Linked DNA regions of Mus musculus: regions 2 and 3 are each linked to region 1. Evidence: chromatin contacts called from public Hi-C and promoter capture Hi-C data. All regions are on one chromosome and are shown on one strand. The core of a region is the stretch at or near the end of the contact, and the rest is flanking DNA. Distances in the headings are between cores, read along the strand shown.

The links. Promoter capture Hi-C pulls out the DNA fragments that hold promoters and counts their contacts. Hi-C and Micro-C count contacts between places; a contact is called where the count stands out from the background.
Region 2: a contact with region 1 is called in a promoter capture Hi-C map of pre-B cells. The contact joins the promoter of Rdh14 here to the promoter of Odc1 in region 1.
Region 3: a contact with region 1 is called in a Hi-C map of erythroblasts, with 6 times the contacts expected there. The contact joins the promoter of Klf11 here to the promoter of Odc1 in region 1. A contact is called at or near these places in 4 of 39 promoter capture datasets (the HPC-7 cell line, cranial neural crest, maxillary cranial neural crest and 1 more) and 2 of 484 Hi-C or Micro-C datasets (CD4 T cells and erythroblasts).

What each region holds. Positions count from the first base shown.
Region 1 is chr12:17,543,452-17,546,420 of GRCm38.p6, reverse strand. It overlaps Odc1 (ornithine decarboxylase, structural 1), which reads right to left and starts at 1,548. Exons shown (of 12, transcript NM_013614.2): 1 at 1,253-1,548. Gm22748 (a small nucleolar RNA gene) reads right to left here and starts at 275; the gene lies at 140-275.
Region 2 is chr12:10,389,290-10,392,258 of GRCm38.p6, reverse strand. Rdh14 (retinol dehydrogenase 14 (all-trans and 9-cis)) reads right to left here and starts at 1,479. Exons shown (of 2, transcript NM_023697.2): 1 at 1,033-1,479. The coding sequence starts at 1,419. It overlaps Nt5c1b (5'-nucleotidase, cytosolic IB), which reads right to left. Exons shown (of 9, transcript NM_027588.3): 9 at 2,085-2,455. The coding sequence ends at 2,126.
Region 3 is chr12:24,649,886-24,652,854 of GRCm38.p6, reverse strand. It overlaps Klf11 (Kruppel-like factor 11), which reads right to left and starts at 1,484. Exons shown (of 4, transcript NM_178357.3): 1 at 1,289-1,484. The coding sequence starts at 1,330.

The DNA.
Region 1 (2,969 bases), core at 299-2,798:
ATAATAACCATATGGAAGGCATTTTTGGTCAACTTTATGACTAACAAAAATAAGCAAGGTCACCACTCTTAATAAAAGCTTCTGTCTGGGCCTTATGAAATGGACAACAGCAAGTGGCCAAGTAAAACTCGTTTTTTTCCGTTGTGTGACCCACTTCAGTGCCTGCAGCCTACAGGCACGGAGGCTGGGCAATGGTTAGGAGCCACAATTTGCTCTAGCATGGGACACTATGAGAGGCCCACGGGGAAGAGCCTGCCATAAATCCAAATCCATGCATGGTTAAACATGTTAAGCCTTAATTTAACGAGACTTTTGGCAATGTCAACTTCCGTTAGCTGCCTAAACCTCTCCTAAGTTAAGACTAGAGAAGAGAGCCAGCCAACTCGTTGTATATCATTTACAACTGATGAATGGGCTTTGGCAGTAACTTTGTAATTTTAGGTCTTAAGTATTTTCCAGGCAACCTTCCGGTTTAAACACGAAAAGCTTTGAGATACTGTTTTGCCTTTCTGTAGCTTTGCCTAAATAATATAATAGATAAGATCTGAAAGAAAAATGTTACTAACACATTTTGGTATGGGAAGTAGCTAAATCGTGTCAGACAATTAGCACAAGAAGGTAACTCTGGAAGATATAAGCCAATTAAAACAGAAAAGAATTCCAATCAGTCAAAGTCTGCCCGATCTTAGGTTTGAATAAAACAAACCACTACATTCTTTGTCCTCTCCCAGACATTCCTGACAGGCTCTGCCCCCCACACTTTTTCCAGTTATTGAGGATTCTGAGTAGGGTTTCCGGGACAGCCGGGAACCCGTTTTCCCCTAAACCACTAAGTCATTCAAGGAGTTCTAATTCCAAGTCACAGCTGGTGGGTATTCATTAGCAGTGACTCCCAGACTAAATTTGGTCTACCAACTTCCACTCCGGGTCATCGCCTCTGCTCTGTACACGTAGTGAAACTAAAGAAAGCAGCAGGAAACTAACTGCAGGACCGCTGCTCGCGGCCGCGCTCCCCTGCACCTGCCGCGGGCTTGCCCTCCATCATCACCCGGGCAAGTGGAGCGCTGAGTCCGGCTGACGCGAAGAGGGCTCCCATGGGGGGATCCGAGGGCTTGCAGCCGAGGTCCAGGAGCAGCTGCCTTCAGGGCGGCGGCTCGCAAGGTCACCGGTCCCGGGCCACGTGTCCCCTGCCGGCGGCCGCAGTCCGGGCCTCGCGACACGTGGCCGCACATCCCTCCCGCGTCCCGCTCACCTCACAGCACGGTGGCCCGGCTGGCCTGACCCATGGAGGCGCCGCCGCCAAACCCCGAGGAGCGCCCGTCCGTCCGTCCGTCCGCCCGCCGCCGCCGCCCCGTCAGCCGCCTCGTCGAGCCCGCCGCAGACGCCGACCGGAGGTGGCGCCGAGCTGCTGGCTGAGGGCGGCCGGCGGTGGCGGCTGCAGGGACTGACAAAGCCCGACGGTGCGACGCGCCGCTACTTATACGCCGAGCACGTCGTCATGGAGACGCACCAGCTCAAACCAGCCGCGATCGGTTCCGGCCGGGAGGCGCGGGGGAGGGGCGGGGACTCCGTGGCGGCCAACCCGGGTCCCGGCGCCGGAGGCGGGGGACGCGGGCCGGGCGCGTCAGTGGGGCGGGGCGCAGCGCGTGCCCACCCACCCGCCCATACGCCCCGCGCTCCCCGCCGGGCCTCGTGTCGGACACGCCCTGCGGCAGGCCTGCGCACGCGCACCACATCACCAGTCCTGGCTGCCAGCATGCCGCAGGGCCCTATGGGCAGCGGGCGGGAGTCGGCTGGTGCATGCGCACATGTACCTGGTCGCCAGTCTCTCGCCCCCTACCTCTCCGCCTAGGCACACAATCTCTTCCCCCTCTCCAGGTCCTAACGGCTGAACCCAGACCTGGAAGACTAGCAAAATTCTTCCTCGGCTTTCCATTCAGGGGGTGGTATTCCCTAGCGGGGCAGGCGTATCGCAGATGCAAGCGGAGGATGGATGGGCCGTGAGCTGTGCGCCGGCCACATAGACTAGACTTGGTGGCGCAGACTGACCCTGCATCACGACCCTGTATGCCTAAGCCTGAAAGCTTGCTGAGAGACAAGCCCGCGGAGGCTGACCCGGCCACTCCGTGTTATGTTGGTGGCTTCCAACTAGATGTTAGGCATCAGTTGCATGCTAAGTACGCCTTCTATCTAAGCAAGGGTCGTATTGAAAGGCGTGTTAGGGACAAGGTAAGAGGTGGTGGACAGCCACCAGCTGTCTCTCTTATTCTGTCTTTCAGGGTAGCTACAACTTTGAGAAGCCTGAATGCGAACAGAGTCTGGGCAGTAAATTTGTATCCACCAAAGTTACATTGTTAAAGAACAAGTGGGACTGACTTACATATTCAGTATTGGAAAAACACACGAACACTACAATTTGTTACTATGTATACTATGTATACGATGTTAATGGTTTGTTAATTCTCAGTTAAAACCCCTCTCCCAGCCCAGACGTTGAGATACCATAGCAGTACCAAAAAACTAACTTGAATCACAGCAAAGGAAAAAACTTGAAGCTTTTCAAGGGCCTGAGCAGGGCCAGATGACCCACACCTTTAATCCCAGTACTCAGGCAGAGGCAGGCTTTTGTTTATTTGTTTTTTGTTTGGTTTGGGTGGTTTGTTTTTGAGACCTGGCCTCTCAGTTTAGCCCTGGCTTTAGTGGAACTCTACCTGCCTCTGCCTCAAGAATGCTGGGATTAAAGGTATGTTCCTTCTCTGACCAGCTAAATCTCTTAAGTTTGAGACCAGTATAGTCTACAAAGAGTTCCAGACCAACCACGGCTACATAGTGAGACCCTATCACAAAACAAAGTCAAACAAACAAACCCCACTGGCTTTTCTCCAGAGGTCCCTAGAGAAAATCCACAACCCAGCTCCACTCCCAAACTGTTGTGCAGTTTTGTGCAAGCCTTGGTCTCATGTACCCAA
Region 2 (2,969 bases), core at 230-2,729, 7.2 Mb after region 1:
TTGGAGGTTGGAAAAGTTAGTATAGTGTCCAACATGCCACAGTCCCACTAATAAGAATTGTCAGAGTTAAATATCTAAATGTTAACAAATGAACTTACAGATATTTCTTTTGGTCTAAGTACATCACGGAAAAGAAAAACAGGCCATTTAGAATGTCTGCCTTAGATTCAAGAGATTTCAGAAGAGACAAGCACCCTCCTGTGTCTGCCTTTAGATCTACCTGTGGCAAGTCACTTTGGCCACAGCCTTTCTACTTCGGTAGAATATTTACTGTACACCCAAGGAAATCACACACCTCAGCCTTCAAGTACTAGGAATGCACAACAGGAGATTAAAGCAAGGACTCTGAAGACAGACACGTCACTTAGCCTTCCTATGCCTCAGTTCCCTATCATGAAGTAGAGATATTATTGCTTGCTTTACAAGATCTGATAATAGCCAAAGATATTAAAAATGTCCTTAGCACATCCCCTGGCATGTATAAAACCTTCCATAAAGCTAAGCATTAAATTATTTTTATTCCTGTCCCTTTTCAGACACTTAATGGGATTCCAAGTTTAGGGATGATGCAGGGTGTCAGCAAGTGACACCCCCTCCTACTTCAGCAGGACAAAACAAAACAAAAAAAGAAAAAACAAACAAACAAACAAAACCAGGTAACGAGGGGAAAAAAACAGAAAGAAAAGTTTTAAGAAGGGTCTAATGAAAGTTTTTGGCTAGCTTTTCTCCTGTGGTGCTCACAGGCCTTGTGACACTGTAAGATTTGGCACACATTTCACTTCTGACAGGGGGAAAACAACTCAAAGATCAGCTGGTGACTGTCCTAGCCTAACAAAACCAAATGTCCAGACACTGGCTTATTTATGCACTTCTCCTTAGGACCTCCCAGGAATTCCTTCTCAGACCTGCCCCTCCTCCTAGCCGGGTCCAAGGCAGGCAGGAGCCTTTCCGGTTTGGTCATGGCCACCCTCAAGGTCACACCAGGTTTCAGAGGGCCCTCCCCGAGGGTGGCGAGCTCCATTCGACCCACACCTGTAGCAGTTCTTGGCAGAAAGCTCGCACTGAGCGCAGCGAGGCAAGGTCCAGCTCCTTAACGACCAGCTGGCCATCGGTGCCGTCGGGCCCGGCGCCCCCAGCCTGACAGAGCTCCTGCCTGAGCTGACCGGCCGCCTCCTCTGCTCGAGCGCGGTCCCGACATCCCATGATGACCCGCGCCCCCAGGCGGAGCAGCTCCGCCGCGGTGGCACGGCCCAGGCCGCTGTTTGCTCCGGTGATCAGCACTGTCTTCCCGTGCATGAGGCCCGGGTCCCCGCCTCCCTGCTGCCGCTGGTTTCTTGGCCCAGAGAACCGCCGGGCCGCCAGCCACAGCGCCCCGCCCAGTGCGGCCAGGAGCGCTGCGGCCACACTAGCCACTGCCATAACCTTCCGGGCCCGGTGCACTGGGCCTAGCGCACAGGTTCCGGAGTGCTATGGGGCCACCTACACGCGAAGGACTCTGGGGCGCCGCCTGCTGTCCTGGGCTACTGCGCGCGGGGCTTTCTGGGACTTGTAGTTTTGCTCCTAAGGCTGACTTGACTTAGCGTTCAGGAAGTACACATGAAAGCCCCAGCGGATTTATTTAGAAGTGGACAGTGTTAGAATTGGTTATATGCCTATAGACAAAATGACATTTCTTGGTAAAATTCTTGCCACACAAGGATAACAAAAGACACAGCCCCAGTTATCAGCAGTATTATTGATCAGACTCATTCCACCCTGAATATACCTTTTCTAGGTGATGCTGCATATAGAGATTCATTCATTTGACTAACACTAAAAGTGAGCAATGCTTTTTGAAAATTAATTAAGCTTCTTGTGAAACAACTTAAGTGTCAAAGTTCTAAACTTGTCTAAAGAGCCACCCATTACAACTTATAGATAGATGCAATGATATCCAACATCCTTAGCTTTAAAAAAGTAGAATGCTTGACTGTAGCTTGAAAGTTCAAAATTTTTTCCAAAAAGCAAAGAAAAACACCAAAGGAGCTAAGTTTTGTGGTCAAATTCTCAGAAATAACTAGTCACTCTAGCCATGCAAAACACATGCCGTTTGTAATACCAGACTGTTTATTTTTCCTCCCCATCCCTAGTTGCGTTTTTGAGCAATGCCATAAGGCACATGGGCCGTGATGGTACCAAATTTCTGTGCTGATTCAATGTGGAACATTTGGTCGTCGAAGAAGATGTGGGGCCGAATCTTCACTAAGATGGGACCTTTAGGGGCTCCAGCCAGGAAAAGAGCTTCATCTATCTCTAGACCCCATCGGCGAAGGGTCTTCAGCACACGGGCACCTGAACTCGCTGCACTACGAGCTGTAACCAGGTAGGTCCTGATGGGGCAAAGCAATCGTTCGTCTTTGGCATAGAATTTTTTCTGCAGTTTCCCTAAATCTTCCAGAAAGCTTTTAAGAGGACCCTGGAAAAGAGAACGTAAGTCTCAGCTGTGCAAGGGTGAGCAAAAGAGAAGTGATTACTGAAAACCAAACCAAACCAAACCAACCAGCCAACCAACCAACCAACCAACCAACCAACCAACCAACCAACCAACCAGGGTCTTATAAGACTTTAAAATCCACAGGTTGCTGACTGGCATGCAGTGATTCTGGGCTGACAGTACGATGCCAAACTCTCTACATTTATGTGAAGATATTTCCTGATACACAACCATCCCTTGCATGCCTGGAATAAATCTAGGATAACCACATCATTTTTCATCCAGACAAACATATTTTAAGTGTGAAAGAACGTTCTATAAGTAGTACTCCAGGGCAATAGGCATAAATTATCCCCGGTAACTGGGAGATGTGTTTCAGTTGACCACCAAAACCACCATTGTACCACATTGTTTGTCAGCGGAACGTTTTACCTTTGAAATTACTGTCACTTTGTTTAACTAGTTGTTTGTTTGGCCTGAGTCCAACCCTGTCTTG
Region 3 (2,969 bases), core at 235-2,734, 7.1 Mb before region 1:
TCAGGTGAGAGGAACAGCATGAGAAAGCTCAACCATAGTCCAGGAAAGGTGTCTCCTCCTGTATACCATGTCACCTTTACATGCAGGAGTGGGGAGGAAGGGACTGGAACCTAGCCTGTCCAAAAGAGAAACTTAAGCCTACAGACACATATTTCCATACATATTTTCTGAGCTTCAAAACTTCCTGTCTGTCCAGATTCCCCTTCACTGAACAGGCAAAGATATGACCATAGGGGCCAGACAACCTCCTGGAAGGGTATTTTGATTATGAGCCTTCAAGTGGAATCAATGTCCAGCCCCATACTAGGAAAGAATGCGAACGTAGGTTCCCTTGAGTCCATGTAATACTGTGTTCTCACCAGGAACCTGCTCCGCACCACTTCTCTGGCCCCCTACATTTCTATCAGGTTCTGTTGCTCCACACCCTACACCTTCTGACAGAGGTCCCTGCCATGACTTCACTCAGTCCCTGGGCCCAAGCCTGCAAAGTCCCATTTTACCACACCCCTTCTCACTTAGACTCCACCCTTCGCCCAGCTCTACCCTTACCAGCCCATTAAGCTTGGCTGACACACCTCTTCGAACCACACTCTTGCACACTCGCCTATCAAGACACACTATTGCCTTGCTCCTCATTCCGTCGTAACCCCATCCAGGCACTCTGGCCACACCCTCCTGAGATACCTTTACTTTGGCTCCACCCACAGCCCCTCCCACTGCACTCCTACCAGATGCTCTCACCACACTCCCTCCCTTCGGCTTAGCCTTTGCCCCGCCCCTAGATAAACTCTCACTATGCACTCTTACATCGGCCCCGCCCCACAGTCCTACCAGAGGTTCTCACCAAGCTCTCTAGCTTCGGTTCCGCCCTCTTACACTACTACCAGGTGCTTTCACCATGTCCTTCGCCTTGGTCCCATCTAGTTCCCCCAATATCTCCTCCAAGCACGCTTGCCCACGCCCTAGCTTTGGCCACGCCCCCATGCTGCGCCCCAGCTTTGACTCCGCCCCCAAGTTCCCGCCAGCCGCGCCCACATCCAACAGCGGTCCTCCTCTGGATTCGGGTGACGTCATGGCTGGAAATAGCCGCGCCGGGCGGGGCCGCAGCGGACCAGAGACAAAGCTGAAGGCAGGCTGCCGCGCTAACACACCCCCCTCCCCACCCTGACCCGGCCGAGCCTCCGGGTCCCTGTCCGGACCAGAGCAAATCCGCAGCCCCCACCGCAGCGAGAAGTCGCCATCCCTCCCGCGTCCCCCGTCTCGTCCCGCGCTCAGCCCCGTCACTTACCGCGCGCCCGTCGCCGGGGCCGGTGGAGCCCGGCGAGTGCATGGTGCCGTATGGCCTGCAGGCAGCAATGCTGCGAGGCAGGAGCCCTGCGTGCGGCGGAGGCTGCACGTGTGCGGCGGGCGGCGGTGTCCCGAGCGTCTGTTCCCGGCGCGCACCTCCGCCTTCCTTGCCGCGCGGCTCTGCCTCCGCGCGGCCCGGGAGGCGCGGGAGGGGCGGGGCGCCACGGAGGGAGCGGCCCTGGGCGGGGCGCGCGGGCAAACCAAAATACACCGCTCCCTGCTGGGGGCATGGCCTCTGCCGCCAGCCAATCAGCGCCAGGCCGGCAAGAAGCGGGCCAATGGGCGCCGCGGGGGGGCGCGTGATCGGAGCCTGGCTGCGGCGTGATCCGGCGGGGCGGGCGGCGGCACGTGTTTTGGTCCGGGCTAGAGGCGGGGCGTGAGGCCTGGAAAGTAGGGGAAAGGTCCCGGCGGCGGCGCGGCGGCAGTCGACCGCAGTAAGGTCCTCTTCTGCCGCAGGGGCTGCTCGCAGAGGTCGCGCGCTGGCCCCACGCCGTGGACGGATCTGGTAGGCGGGACCCACAGGGACGGCCTCACCCTGTCTCTAATTTCTTTTAAGCTGTCGTTGGCTCTTAGGACCGCATCTCTGCCCAGGAAGAGGCTTGAAAGCTGCTTGGGTTTAGGGACGACATCCGCTTTTTCCTGCATGGCGCCAGATCAAATGCTCTTCCTACTCTAATCTGCCTTCTGCTACAAAAGAACTACAGCCGTGTAGTCAGCCACTCGACATGTACCTAATGAAGCCTGCGCATCCTCCCCAGTGGCCATACAAAGGACACCCACTTGGGGTGTCCTCAGGCCTACGTGAGACCTGACCCAAATCCTGAGTATCCGTTTTTTCCCCTTGGGCCTTTAGGTGCGGTTATTCATGTACACTCATCACAAGTCTTGGAGAGCAGAGGTCAATGCATGCAGTATGTCGTGCCCACCTCCAACCTACAGTGCAGCAATAGGGCACCCCTCTACTAACCCCCTGATGCCTCACTGCAGAGCCTTGAAACTAGTGGAGGTCTGGGAGAATCATTGCTGATATGAGCAGACAGGAGCTGGACATTATGCTGCCTATTTTTATCAGACAGGTGAGCAGGCAGAGAGGCAGGCAGGCAGAGAGCCCTGTCCTTAAGCTGGTAAGGCCTAAGGGTTATAGTTGCAACCCTGATTCCTCAGTTTCACACTGGCTTGACAATGGAATTAAGTGAACCAAAGAAAGGGAGTTTGTTGAAAGTAACAGTAGGAGTGTTTAAAGGTGAATTCACATGTCTAACTACTGGGGCATTTAACACACATGGAGTTAGTCTTCTACTTGGGCCTGTTTAAATTGTTTTTGCTTCATTCCCACACTGAATTTCTGACTCCCCGTGTTCACCCTTACCTATAATGCCTCCGCCCCATCCAACGTCCCTACTGTCTCCTGTTCTCTCCACACGTGGTTTTATGGCGTATGTGTTGGAGAATAATCTCCAGAGTAATATGTTAATAGTATTTGGAGAGGGAGCCTTTGGAGGGTGATTGGGATTAAGGAAGGGTTATGGGGTCTTAAAATTAGAGAGACCAGCTAGTTTGCTCACTCTACCTGACCACGTGACACTCTTGTGTCATAATCCAGCAGGAAGACCCCCTTCACA